3 separate regions of the Sus scrofa genome follow, and regions 2 and 3 are each linked to region 1. A link is a contact called in public HiChIP or PLAC-seq data. All regions are on one chromosome and are shown on one strand. The core of a region is the stretch at or near the end of the contact, and the rest is flanking DNA. Distances in the headings are between cores, read along the strand shown.

Region 1 (4,152 bases), core at 906-3,405:
GGTAAATTAGACAGCTAGTTCCCCAGGTGTCTTAGTCAGCTCTGGCTGATACAGCAAATTACCATCTACTGAGCAGCTTAAACAATAATTTATTTCTCATGGTTCTTGAATTGGGGAAGTTCAAGATTAAGGCTCTAGCAGATTCAATGTCTGGCCAGACCTACTCCCTGGCTTATAGGCCACTGTCTTCTTGCTGTGTCCACATTTGGTGGAAGGAGCAGCAAGCTTGCTGAAGTCCCTTTTCTAAGAACACTAGTCTCATGCATGAAAGCTCTACTTTCATGCCCTCTGGAAGGCCCATCTCTTAATACCATCATATGGGGGAGGGGGACACAAAACTTTCAGATTTGGAGGGGACACATTCAGTCCCAAACATCAAGTGAGTCAGGTACAAAGCAAATGTGGCAACTACTGATGTCTAATCTAAACCCTTGCTAATCAAAGTGTTGTCCACCAATGGCATTCATGTCTCCTGGGAATTGATTTGAAATTGGAAATCTCAGACCGCATCCAACATGTACTTAATCTCTTTTATAAGCTCCTAGGTGATTCATATGAATTTTAAGTTTGAGAAGCACTAGTGAGGATCCAAACTACTGTGCTCCCAAACCCACAGCATGAACATCACCTAGGAACTTGTTTGAAATGCAGATTATCTGGCTCCACCCCAGATCTACGGAACCAGAACCTCTCTGGAGGTGGGCCTCGGGTGTAACACTCAAATTTAAGAACCACCAGATCCAAGATATTACCCTGCCTTTAGCTGGGACCATGTGTGAATTTCAACACCACAATTCTATTCCTAATGTCAGCGGAAATCTAGGAGAGCTAAAAAAAAAAAAAACAAAAAAAACTCATACAAGTCTATGGTAATATGTACCTATGGAACAAGATGTTGCATTTATGGCAGTAATTGGCAGATTTCCTCTTTCCCCAAGCTGGAGGCATATTGGAAGGTTTCTCTAGTCGAGTGAACATAAAAGCCATAAGCTGGTTGGTCATGAAATGTTTTTAGAGACATATCCATGATTTTTCAATAGCTATTCTACTAAAGGTTTTACTCCCACTTTGACTTCTAAATTTTAAAACGCCTCCACCTCTGAAAAACATTTTTCATGATTGTCAGAGTGAGGATAGGGCGGGCAGCCGCTCTGGTTTATTTAAGGAAGCTACCGCAGCATAACAGCTCCAGGTGTTTCTAAATATTTTGGGGGAGGGCAACCCTCGATTTTATAAACACAGCAGGCGAAGTCAGGCTTCCTGCCTTTCTTTTTGAAAGTAAAAGCCCTCGATGCTATCAACTATTTTTCAATCAATTCTTAGGATCTATCTCAGAGTCTCTACCACCTAAACACTTTAAAAAGGCTTTTGCGGTTTGTTGGGGACGTAAAATAAGATCGTTTAGAGACCTCGCGCTGTCTTCCTCAGACTCCCTCCTTCATTTATACTAAGAGCGGTATCACAACTTTGTCAAGTTCAGAGTAGGTCGCCCACCTTTCGCACTTCTAAAAGTGGGCAGCTGGAGGTCCATCAAGCAAATGATATACAAGCGTTAAACTCCCTCAGGGCAGAGCCAGGAAAGGAAGCTGATTCCCAGGCCAGCACCTTCCCGGCTGGGGCCGCTCCCTGGACGACCACCTCTCGCCCTGCGCGCCCCGCCGGCTGGCTTTCACCGCTCGATTCGGTGGCCTGGGCACTTTTACCCGCCGACCTTGACCCGCCCAGGCTCCGGGCCCGCTCGCCATCGGCCCCGGGTTCTCGGCTTCCGCGAGGCCAGCAGGGGGCGGCCGAGCTCAGCGCCGCCCCGAGGAGTAGGAAAGCCCGGGGAGAGGAAGTGCCCCGCGCCCTAGCCCGGCCCACCCGCAGCGCAGCGCAGGCGGCGGGTAGCGGCCTCCTCGCCGGGACCTCCCCCGCCAGGCCAGCCCCCGGCCCTTTCCCCGCCCCCGGCGTTTGCCAGCGGCGGCGGGTTCCAGGTCCTGTGACCGGTCAGGCGGTGCGGCGGCGCGGCGAGAGGACGGCCGGCCTCGGGGAAGTTTCGACGGCCGGCAGGGGCTCCGAGGGCGCCGCGGGGAGGTTTCGGCCGGGAGGGGGCCCCGGTGCGGAGCCCGAGCTCGCCGAGGACGGCCGGCCGGCTGAGCGGGGCCGGGCACGCTCATGGCGGGCGGCGGAGCTGGGGACCCCGGCCAGGGGGCGGCGGCGGCGGCCGCCGCGGCGCCCGAGACCCGCGAGCACCTCTTCAAGGTGCTGGTCATCGGCGAACTCGGCGTGGGCAAGACCAGCATCATCAAGCGCTACGTCCACCAGCTGTTCTCCCAGCACTACCGGGCCACCATCGGGGTGGACTTCGCCCTCAAGGTCCTCAATTGGGACAGCAGGACGCTAGTGCGCCTGCAGCTGTGGGACATCGCGGGTAAGCGGGTGGCGCGAGCCGCGGACGGAGACCCCGAGGCAGGGGGGCGGCGGCCTCCGGGCAGGGGGCGCGCGCCGGGATTCCCAGCCGTCGGTTGGGAGCCAGGGCCTTTCGGCTCCTTTTGCCCTCCTTTCTAACTCTGTCCTCAGCCTGAACTCGCCTGCCTGTCTCTGTTTAGAAGAAAGGGACGAAATCACTTAGAAAGATGGAAGGGGTTGTCCTGTGGCCTCCAGTGAGATCAGGAGAGTGGAACGGGCAGTAGAAGTTGAAGAATTTAAAAGCAGGACAAAATAAATACTTGGTAAATGAATAACCCTGGTTAGATGCCTCAGCTCAGTCTGTAGATCGCTCTCTAGTTTTTTGCGCGTCGGCCCCTCTACTCCGGCCGTCACTTGACCAGGGGTGGGTGGGCAGCCATGGGAGCTTGTCCTGAAGTTTTAACTCTGCATCTTGGCCAGGAAAAGTGAGGGGAGAGGACTGGCTCCTTGTTAGCTTTAACATTTCACAGTTAAGAGCTGAGGTTCTGAGGGGTTGAATAGCTTACCCAAAGTTACACACCTAGTCACACCTAGTTAGTAATACAACCCAAACTAGAAATTCTAGCAGGTTCCTTTTCAGGTTTTCAGTCACCCACCTTGGGTCTGAGACTTTTCATTTGAGTAAAATCCCATTCCTCATATATCATGCTTTCACTCCAAAGGCAGGCCACCCAGGAGCGGACTTGGGAATGCTCTCTTGAAACCTCACTTCCTCCCTTCTCCGCCAACCTTAACTCCGCACCTGCCTCCCCTCCCCCCAGTATTTGGCATTTGCTTTCCCTTGTCATTTTGGAGCATAATACCTCTCTGCTGGGGGAAGGTGCATATTCTTCTTGCACTAACATATGAAAACTTGAACTCTGGCTGGTGTGTGGGGTGGGATGTGCGCCTTTAAAAAGATGTTAACTTTCAGTGGTTCAGTGGTTATCCATGGTAAGAAGCTCAGTCTGCAATAGGTGTCTGTATGGGAGCATGTCAGGGCTGGCGAGGCTATCCTTCGTCCTCCAGATGCATAAAACTGCGGCAGGTAGAAGATGTGGTCGCTCAGCTGGTAGCAGAGTTGCAGGGATACAGGTCGTCTGCTGGGTTCTGCTCTTTTCATCAACAGCGTATTACATGTGGGCAAGTATCGAGGAAGCTTTATTTAAGAATAGGCCTTTTGCCTCAGATGTGGAAATAAATTTAGGTATGGCAGTCCCTCAGAGGATAATCAGCCTTTGGCTCAACTTTTTTTTTTGGTCACGGAAAACCAAAAGTTCGTTTGAAAAGTCATCTTTTGAAGCCAGAGGCTTCTTTCGAAACACTTCCTGCTTTTTCACAGAGTGCTTATGAACGCAGTATTGCTTCTTGACAAAGTCATGGATTCTAAAGGTTGCCTTGCCATGAGATAAGTCATTCTCCTGGAATGGAGCTGTGGATGTCTGTGAAGATGATTTTAAATCCTGGCCTAGGAGGATTGTTGACTTTGCCGTATTCTTCATGTAGAATAATGTGGCATTTAGCAATTAAATTATGATTGGGCCCTATGATTTTACTGTAGGTAAATAAAGGATTTTTATGGCACAGTTGTGTTTTTAAGTTTCAAGGAGAAGTCTTATATTTGGAGACTTGGGAAAGCAAAAGCATGAGTAAGAGTTTTCTCTCGGGGTATCACCCCTTTTTTCATCCTTCTTAAACAGACCTCTTCTGGCAGGAAAGGGACGT
Region 2 (3,917 bases), core at 1,170-3,669, 520 kb before region 1:
TTTCCTCATACCACATAAATCTCACTTTGATGATTCTGCTTCTTCTTCCTTCTGAAATATCTGTTTGGGAATAACATGATTATGTGCAATTTCCTTTTGGACCACACTTTCTGTCCTGCATTTGAATGTAAAAAGATTTTGCCTAAAATGCCTGTTCAAGCTTTTCTGCCTATTGTTGTCCTAATCTTCCTACCAAACCTTCCAGGACCAGGTATGCTAAGTTAAGGGCCTCTCCTCCTTGATCCCAACTGCTAGAGTGTTCTTAATTGTTTGACTTTGAACTATACTGAACTACTTGAACTACCACTGGGCAGGAACTGTATCCTATTCAATACTGTACTCTCAATGCGAGGTAACTGCCAGGATGGAAAAAATATACAAAATAATGTGAAACAAAGATCTCTTAACTCCCTGGATATCCTTTCTTCTTAAGGACCCAATAGTACTTTACTCAAATTTCTTTTTGGGCAAATCTCTCTTAACAACATTCTAAAAGACTCTAGGTAGTGTGAAACTACTTTGAGCTATTTTTGGTTCAGAATGAGACAGAGAAATCCCACTGACCTGTATCTTTAACAGAAAACAATGACAGATTGCTAGAGAAATAAATATAAAATGTCATTACTAAGACAATACAACAAATGGGTATCAATTAAACTTAATTCAGAGCTTTTTTCCCTCCAAATCATTATCTCTTCCTTAAAAAACACGTACCAGTCCTGAATCACAATAAATCCACCGCAGGCCTGGGCAACAGGTAGTATACATTTGAGATACTCTGTCCAAGGTCAATCTTTTGCAAGTGAAGCCCAATCATTACTGATGACTAAAAGTTCTCAATGACCTAGCATTACCACAGTCTTCTGTAGTGATAACTCCAGCAGGCTGAAAGTATTTTCATCTGTTGAAGTCTAAAGTACATGCTAGTCATATAAACTTAGAAAATGGCCTTGTAAGATTTTTTCACCAGCAGATTCTGTTTTCCCCAAATCTTTCTGGCCTGAACTCTTAATAAAAGATCTGTTTCAATAATTCTGTAAGTACACTTCTTTAGGCAGGGCAAGAGGAGGATATACATAAACAGCACCTTTCAAAAGTAAACTGCCTTACTCTCAATTGCCAGCTTACTGGCTTGGTGAACCTTGTAAGTGCCAGGTTACAATATAGAAACACTTATTCTACTACTGCTCACTAATCCCCTGCTTCTAGCATGGTTATCTATTACAACCAACTAGTCTTTCTGGTGACTGCAGAGATATTACGGACCTTTTTGATTGATGAGAGTTTCATCATTCTTACTATCGCCCAACCCAATAATTAAAATAGCTGTACTGACTTTAAAATTACTTTTTGTTCAGTTAAAGACGCAAGCTAATTTAAATATAAGTAGGGAAACATCAAACATATAGGATTTCTACCTATCGGCTTATGTCAGTTCGGTTAGAAAAAAAGGCACAAGCTTAATGGTTATTATTTAATACTATTTAGCTGAGAGTGACCGTCAATCATCAGAAAACATATCTTGGATCAGAAAACTAGCCAAGGACCACGAGTCAAAATGTACAATGTTGCAAGTGTGGTTGACTCCGACTGTAATTAATCTGACTCCCGAGATAACTGAGAACTTTCAGACTAACTTGGAAGCCTCGGCCTTCCCTTTTACTACATTACAGCTCTGCACACCAAGAAGCTTGGCAGCTACCCGGTTCCAGTATCCAGAGGACATATACGCCGCGAATGGTGATACCCACTCAGTTTTCTTCCGAAAGACTCTAAGGCGGTTCGAGTGTCTGAGCAAGGCTGTCAGCTCCATATCGCTCCAGCAGGCCCGGCAAACAAGCTACCGCGAGGCGGAGGAGCGCGACCACAGCCCCTAGGACACTCGAATAAACACCCCAGGCCCCAACCCCCGGGGGAGAAACACAGCCTCCTTTCCCACGGCCCCACCTCGTCCCCGGGGAACCGCGACGATCCACAGGCCCGCACGTCTGAAATGGGGAAGGGTCGGGGGGGCTTCGCGCAGCGGCTCTCTCTCAGCCTTTTAGTTTCCTTGGCTCCAGAACAACCGAGTCGTCCCTCCCTGGGCACCTCTGTCTCTGTCCAGATACGTCTTCCGTCCCCGACCTCTGACCCCTGACCCTCCATCACCCAAGAGCCTACCTAGACTCGTTCTCCAAGCCCCTAGTGCCTCTCTGCACTAAGGCTCGGGGCCTCTAATGCCCCCGCAGATCCTGGGCACGCATTCGCCACCCACCGAACATCCGCCCGAGGTGGACGCACGCGTTTTACGCTGGTTTGTGTTGGGGTTCCCCGGGGGTGGGGGGCCAGACACCACAGCTTCTAGGTGCCGGGCGTGCGCTGGAGCGTAGGGTCAAGATGAACGCGCACGCCGGGGGCGCCCCGCCTCCTTTCTCCCGCAGTGGCTTCATGAGTCTTTTCTGCGCAAGTCCACACAGGTCAGAGACCATCCGAGGATACGATTGGAATCTCGCGATAGCGCTACTCGGAGCCTTTAGAGAACACAGGATTGGCTGGAACCCCTAAAGATGAGGCGGGGCCCTAGACCCGTTTGGAAGAGAGCGGGGAGGGAAGTGAGCCGGCCGGCCGGCCGAAGGGAGTGGCCTCCGCTTGAAGCGAGTGGTAACTGAAAGATTTATGGCTTTGAAAAGACAGAAGAGAATTTTGCAAACGCACCTTTTTTTTTTCATTGCTTCTATAAAGTGTCCATGAATTAGTTATGGATGAAGCTTATCTCCCTCAGAAAAGCTATTTTAAAAGACTTCCCAGGAAAATGTGAGGAGTATTTTAAGATCAGGGAAAAACCACACGTATTGTGCCTAAGTTGCCCTTCCAATGTGTAAGCCTTTTTCCCTTCTCTTCACTGAATGGTAGCCTCTTTTTCATGGAGGTAGGCTTATGCCTAGGTAACTCTGAAAAAACTGAGAGGCTGCAGAGCCAAGAGCCTGAAAAATAACCCCCAGGAAACCTCGGGCGCTCGAGTACCTAATACGGGCTCAGCATTATGCTGTGGAGGGGCGTCTTGGTCTGTGTGATCCCAGAAGCACAAAAGTAAGTTTTTGCCTAAGGGAGCATCCGATAGCTGCGGAGACGGTCCATAGTGGTCCATATTCGTAGTACAGAACTTCATGACAGACTTCTAAAGCTAGCCTAAAAGAAGCCATTTGTATTTACTAAACCACATAGAATTAAGTGGAAATCAGTTACCTTATCCAAGGCTTCATGAGGCAAGTTGAAAAAGTAGTGCTAATGCTGGAGCCTCCCCTCTTTGTTGGCGAACTGATCATTTTACTAAGTGCAAGACCTAATGGAAATGTAATTTGAAACTCCGTGTTTAAACGTGTATTGTGCTCTAAAAGATTATCTTTATAGTTTTATGTTACATCTCACCGTGGGAACAGAAAATCAAGCTCACTTTGAATGAGTCCAGCTGGGTGAGGCAGAAATATTTTAAAATAAGCATTGCTGGAGTTCCCATCATGGCTCAGTGGTTAGCGAATCCGACTAGGAACCATGAGGTTGTGGGTTCCATCCCTGGCCTTGCTCAGTGGGTTAAGGGTCAGGCGTTGCTTTGAGCTGTGGTGCAGGTTGCAGACGCGGCTCGGATCCCGCGTTGCTGTGGCTCTGCTCCAGCTCCGATTAGACCCCTAGCTTGGGAACCTCCATATGCTGTGGGAGCGGCCCAAGAAATGGCAAAAAGACCAAAAAAAAAAAAAAAAAAAAAAAAACCAAACAAACCAATAAGCATAGCATCATTTAATCTTTGTTCATCTTGATTGGGGTAATTAATCTCTATAGACATAATTTTTGTTATCCTGTACAAGCATTAAACTACAGATCCAGTTGTGTGTCCAGAGATATGATTTCAACTACAGAGATAGAATTTTATATGGTATCAT
Region 3 (4,322 bases), core at 649-3,148, 580 kb after region 1:
TTTGGGGTCTTCAGCACCTAGCACAATGCCTCACACTTAACAAAATGTTTCAGAGAACTAAATTAGTACACAAAAATTTCAGAGCCACTTGGAAATAGCCCAAGAAAAATCTCCAAATTTGCTATATCGTTTGTTACATCGAAGCAATTAACTGAGTAGTTCAGTAAATATTAAACCACAAAACAACTTTATAGGTTTCAGGTGTAAGACATCGTCCTTGGATGAGGAAGCTCCACGGAGAACTACATTTCCCGAAACCCCTGAGGCCCAGGGGTAGTTGGTTTAAGCCCGTCACATCGACCAATACCGGGATGAGAATTTCCCTGAGCGGGCAGGAGGGGACCAATCACAAAGAAGAGGGCGGGTACCTCTGATTTGGGTTCTGAAAACCCTCTGTAGCTCAAGACCATCTTAGGCAGAGAGTTGTTAGCTTGGGAGCTTGTTCTCTCTTTCCACCTCACCCCTACGAATAAAATTAGTCTTCATGGGTTTCCATCCTTCTTTACGTTTTTTCTTAGTTTCTAAATCCTTCCTAATCAAGTACCTCTTCTTTCCATCCACTTTTCTTTATTGAACTCACTCTCCGGAAATGGTACCCGCAGCTCATATGAATCTCTCTGCCTTTTCAAACTTGAGCCAGACATTTGCCTTCAAGCATCTAACTGAGATTATGACAGTGAAGCAGTGGAAAGGTTTGAGCGAAAACTTCATCCTTCCCTCCCTTGCAAGAGTAGAGAAGTCGCTGGGGTCTACTTAGTGGATAATCAGCATTACCTGGCAGATTGGAGGTTCTGAAAATGAGTGTCCGAGCTGTGTTTACCTCCATTCTCGCTCCCGCCCCCATCTCCGCCCACCGTAGCGTCGGGGCAGATATCCAGCCCTGGGGAGGCTTTCCCTTTGGCAGACCATCCCACTCTAGAAGCTACCGGCCACGGCCACGCTTTCCTCCCTCTGGGTTTATCTCCTTTCCTAGTACCTCTCTAAGTCTGCCATCCTCTTACCACAGACATAACCTTTGTCTAGACGCACTTTTTCGAAATCCAAAGCCAAATCAATCCAAAACAAAGCCCATCAATAAAGCAGCAACAGCGATATTGCAGCCAGTAGCCGGGAGTGTGTACCTCATTAAAGGGTGAGAGCATAAACCCCCGCTTTAATGACCGAATCTGAAATAAAGGTTTCCTGCTACTCGTTAGTCGTCAACATTTTTACTATCCCAGCTGCAGGAGAAGCAGCTGCATCCTCTAGCAGGGCGATTGAGATGGGAGAAATTTAGCCGCGGTCTGGGATTTTCGCAGAGGATAATTTAAGCCCCAGCTCCACTCTGGCGGCGGAGGAGGGGGAGGTGGGTGCGCGCTGCGCGCATGCTCAGGAGCCCCCGTCCGCGGAGGCCCAGCTGCCACCACCGCCGCGGCGGGCGCTGTAACCGCGGCTGCCGCTGCTGCTCGGAGCGGGCGTTGGCGCCGTGTGTCGAGGCGCCCTGTCAGGCGAAAGGGAGCTGCCGGGAGGGAGCGCGGGCGGCGGCGGCGGCGCCTGAAGAGGGCAGCCGGGGCTCAGAAGGAGCGAGGGCGGGCCGATCTAGCGGCGGAGGAGCGAGGCGGAGAGCGCGGGGACCCACCCCGGGCGCCCTGCGTGCGATGCCCGGCGGGCAGAGGCGCTGAGCGGCAGGGAGCCGGCGCGGCGGCCGCGGACCGAGAGCCGGCGACCCCGGGGAGGAGGAGAAAGAGCAGGAGCGGGAGGAAGCGCCGAGGGACTGCGGGGCCCGGGCGGGCGTGGAGCGGCGGGGCCGCGGGCCATGGACGCGGCGGCAGCGGCGGGGGCGAGCCGGGGTGGCGGCGCGGCGCAGAGTAAGCCCGCGGCCAGGTGAGGCTGGGCGGAGCGGGCTCCGGGCGCCGCCGCCACTGCTGTGCCGCCGGGCCGCGGAGCGAGGCGGCGGCGGCGGCGGCTGAAGCGGCGCCACAGCAGCCGCGGCGAACAGCGGCGGCCTCGGAGGAAGAGGGTCGCCGCCCGGGGCTCTGGTGACCGCGGCTCTCTCGTCGTCGCAGTATTTCCTGTCTGGATTATCTTTTGCTTCTCCCCAGCTGCCTCCTTCCCCTCACACTCCCACTCCCTCCCACTCCTCCGCGTCCTCGCTGGAAGCTGCCCTCGGCCCGGGCTCGTCCCCCCTCCACGCCGGGGGACGCTCCTTACCTCCCCTCCCGGGCTGCGGGGGAACCCCGCCGAGACCATGAGGAAATTCAACATCAGGAAGGTGCTGGACGGCCTGACCGCGGGCTCGTCCTCGGCCTCGCAGCAGCAGCAGCAGCAGCACCCGCCTGGGAACCGGGAGCCCGAGATCCAGGAAACGCTCCAGTCCGAGCACTTCCAGCTTTGCAAGGTGAACGGAGCGCGCAGTCCCGCGAAAATTGGGGTCGTTTTAGGGGCAGCTCGGGCTTTACGTGCGGGTGCGAGGTATTGAGCGCCGATAACAATCCTACCTCGAATAAAGGGCTCGCTCGTCTAGCAAACATTTGCTCGGTGAGCTGTGTTGATTGACATCATCTTACTCCTTTTCGTTGATTTTTTACACGTGCAGCAGTCGTCTCAACATTGCTTCTAACCTGTTAAAGTGACCTTTAATTCATATTCTTAGTCTTGTGCCTTTTTATATTTTAGCATTTTAATATCTAATTCACCAACTTCCAAGTTTCTTTTGGGAGCGGTGCCAATTGCATATTGTTTACCAAACAGCCAAGCCTGTTCAACTAGATATTTTGCTTATTACTTTCCCTTTAAAATGTGAAAGGAGGCTTAAGATATGAAATCACAGGGTCCTTCTATCATGGTGTTTGGTTAAAAAGTTAGAACTGTGATTTTTTTTTGCTTGTTAATGGCACGACAACTGTCACAGCAGTCTGTAATTCAGAAAGAATGATGCAGCGAATTAATTCACCAGCTGCTCAATGAGAAATACAAACTTGTGTTGGTCTTAATATCTGCCTTCCTCATAAATACCAGGCGCGTTCCTAAGTCAGAGTTTCTTAAAAGAACGTAATACACTTTTTTGCCCTCGTGTCCTAAAATTACTAAGGATTTAATAGTAAATTGCAAAATATATGCTTTATTTATTTTCATTGTTACACTTGGAAAATGTTGAGATAGATGTTTGCTAACTGCTTTACTGAATCCTTCCCTAAAGTAATTATGACAGCATTTCCTTAGCAGTTCTTGGCATTTGGCATCCAAAGTCATGATGAAGTTTATACGCTTGAAATAAAGCATGAATTGCATTTTAAAATGAATTTACAGAATTTTTGACCACTGCAAACTTTATTAATTTGTTCTCAGGCAGAATAGAATATTAAGAAATTTTCTTCTATAGAATGCCAGTATGATAGAAAAATAGAAATTAAGGTGTAGCACTAAGATAGATTTGGGGGGGGTCACAAATTTGGGGGTGTCAGGTTTAACTTGCATAAGTTTTGTTTAATGTAAATTTCATAGTTTTTTAAAGCAGTGCATGTGTATGTTTTTTGCATCAATTATAGTTGGTTCTAGATTCTAATGCCTCTACTGTTCTTGTTCAAAAATTTTGCTTCCTGCCTTGGTTGCTGTGATGTCACTTGCCCATCCCTAGACTGTTCGCCATGGATTCCCCTATCAACCCTCAGCCCTGGCTTTTGATCCTGTACAGAAGATCCTGGCAGTGGGAACTCAGACTGGTGCTTTAAGGCTGTATCCTTTAATTTAATCTTTTTTTTTTTTTTTTTTTTTAACTTGTACCATATTTTCTGTAGTCTTTCTGTGTTGCTGATTAGTTGCTTTTCCTGTTGCATTCCAAAGAAATAGTAGGATCAGGTATTATGTGAAATCATGCAGTAGTGTCTTTTCCCATGATTCTACATATATTCAGGTTGTATGTTGCTATTCAGTTCTCAATTTATAGTAGCTAAACATGTATCTACATAGAGTTCTGAAGTTTTGCTGTAGTAAGTACTGTCTTTGCAAGGAGGCAGACGTTTCTAATGGGAAATATATCTGCTTGTACTAGTGGACCTTTAAACGGAACTAGGTTTAAAGACAGTAGCACAGGCACATTTTATTTGCTTTTTAAAAATACTGTGCACAGTCAGTGTTAGAATTGTGACCTATTATTCTAATGAATTAGAAGTTGAAGTGGAATTTGGTTGTTTGTGACTCTAGACAAATCATTAGAAAACATCCATCGAGAAAAATCATTCCATCTAGAAAAACATTGGAAAACAAATTTATTTCGTGTAGGTAGTTACAAAGTGTTGCTATTTCTAGAAGTTGTAGAGATCATTTTCTTAGTATAATGCAAA

The links. HiChIP or PLAC-seq counts read pairs in DNA pulled down with a chosen protein or histone mark.
Region 2: an H3K27ac HiChIP or PLAC-seq map of alveolar macrophages shows a contact between it and region 1. The contact joins the promoter of SHPRH here to the promoter of RAB32 in region 1. A contact is called at or near these places in 2 of 5 promoter capture datasets (fetal skeletal muscle and liver) and 1 of 2 datasets of contacts at active chromatin or transcription factors (alveolar macrophages).
Region 3: a contact with region 1 is called in an H3K27ac HiChIP or PLAC-seq map of alveolar macrophages. The contact joins the promoter of STXBP5 here to the promoter of RAB32 in region 1. A contact is called at or near these places in 1 of 47 Hi-C or Micro-C datasets (embryonic fibroblasts) and 1 of 2 datasets of contacts at active chromatin or transcription factors (alveolar macrophages).

The regions. Positions count from the first base shown.
Region 1 is chr1:19,095,650-19,099,801 of Sscrofa11.1, reverse strand. It overlaps RAB32 (RAB32, member RAS oncogene family), which reads left to right and starts at 2,155. Exons shown (of 3, transcript NM_001123176.1): 1 at 2,155-2,410. The coding sequence starts at 2,155.
Region 2 is chr1:19,611,417-19,615,333 of Sscrofa11.1, reverse strand. It overlaps SHPRH (E3 ubiquitin-protein ligase SHPRH), which reads right to left and starts at 2,419. Exons shown (of 30, transcript XM_021087080.1): 1 at 2,161-2,419.
Region 3 is chr1:18,510,326-18,514,647 of Sscrofa11.1, reverse strand. STXBP5 (syntaxin-binding protein 5) reads left to right here and starts at 1,898. Exons shown (of 28, transcript XM_003480238.4): 1 at 1,898-2,377; 2 at 3,617-3,714. The coding sequence starts at 2,228. LOC102160169 (a long non-coding RNA gene) reads right to left here and starts at 1,301. Exons shown (of 6, transcript XR_002338312.1): 1 at 775-1,301.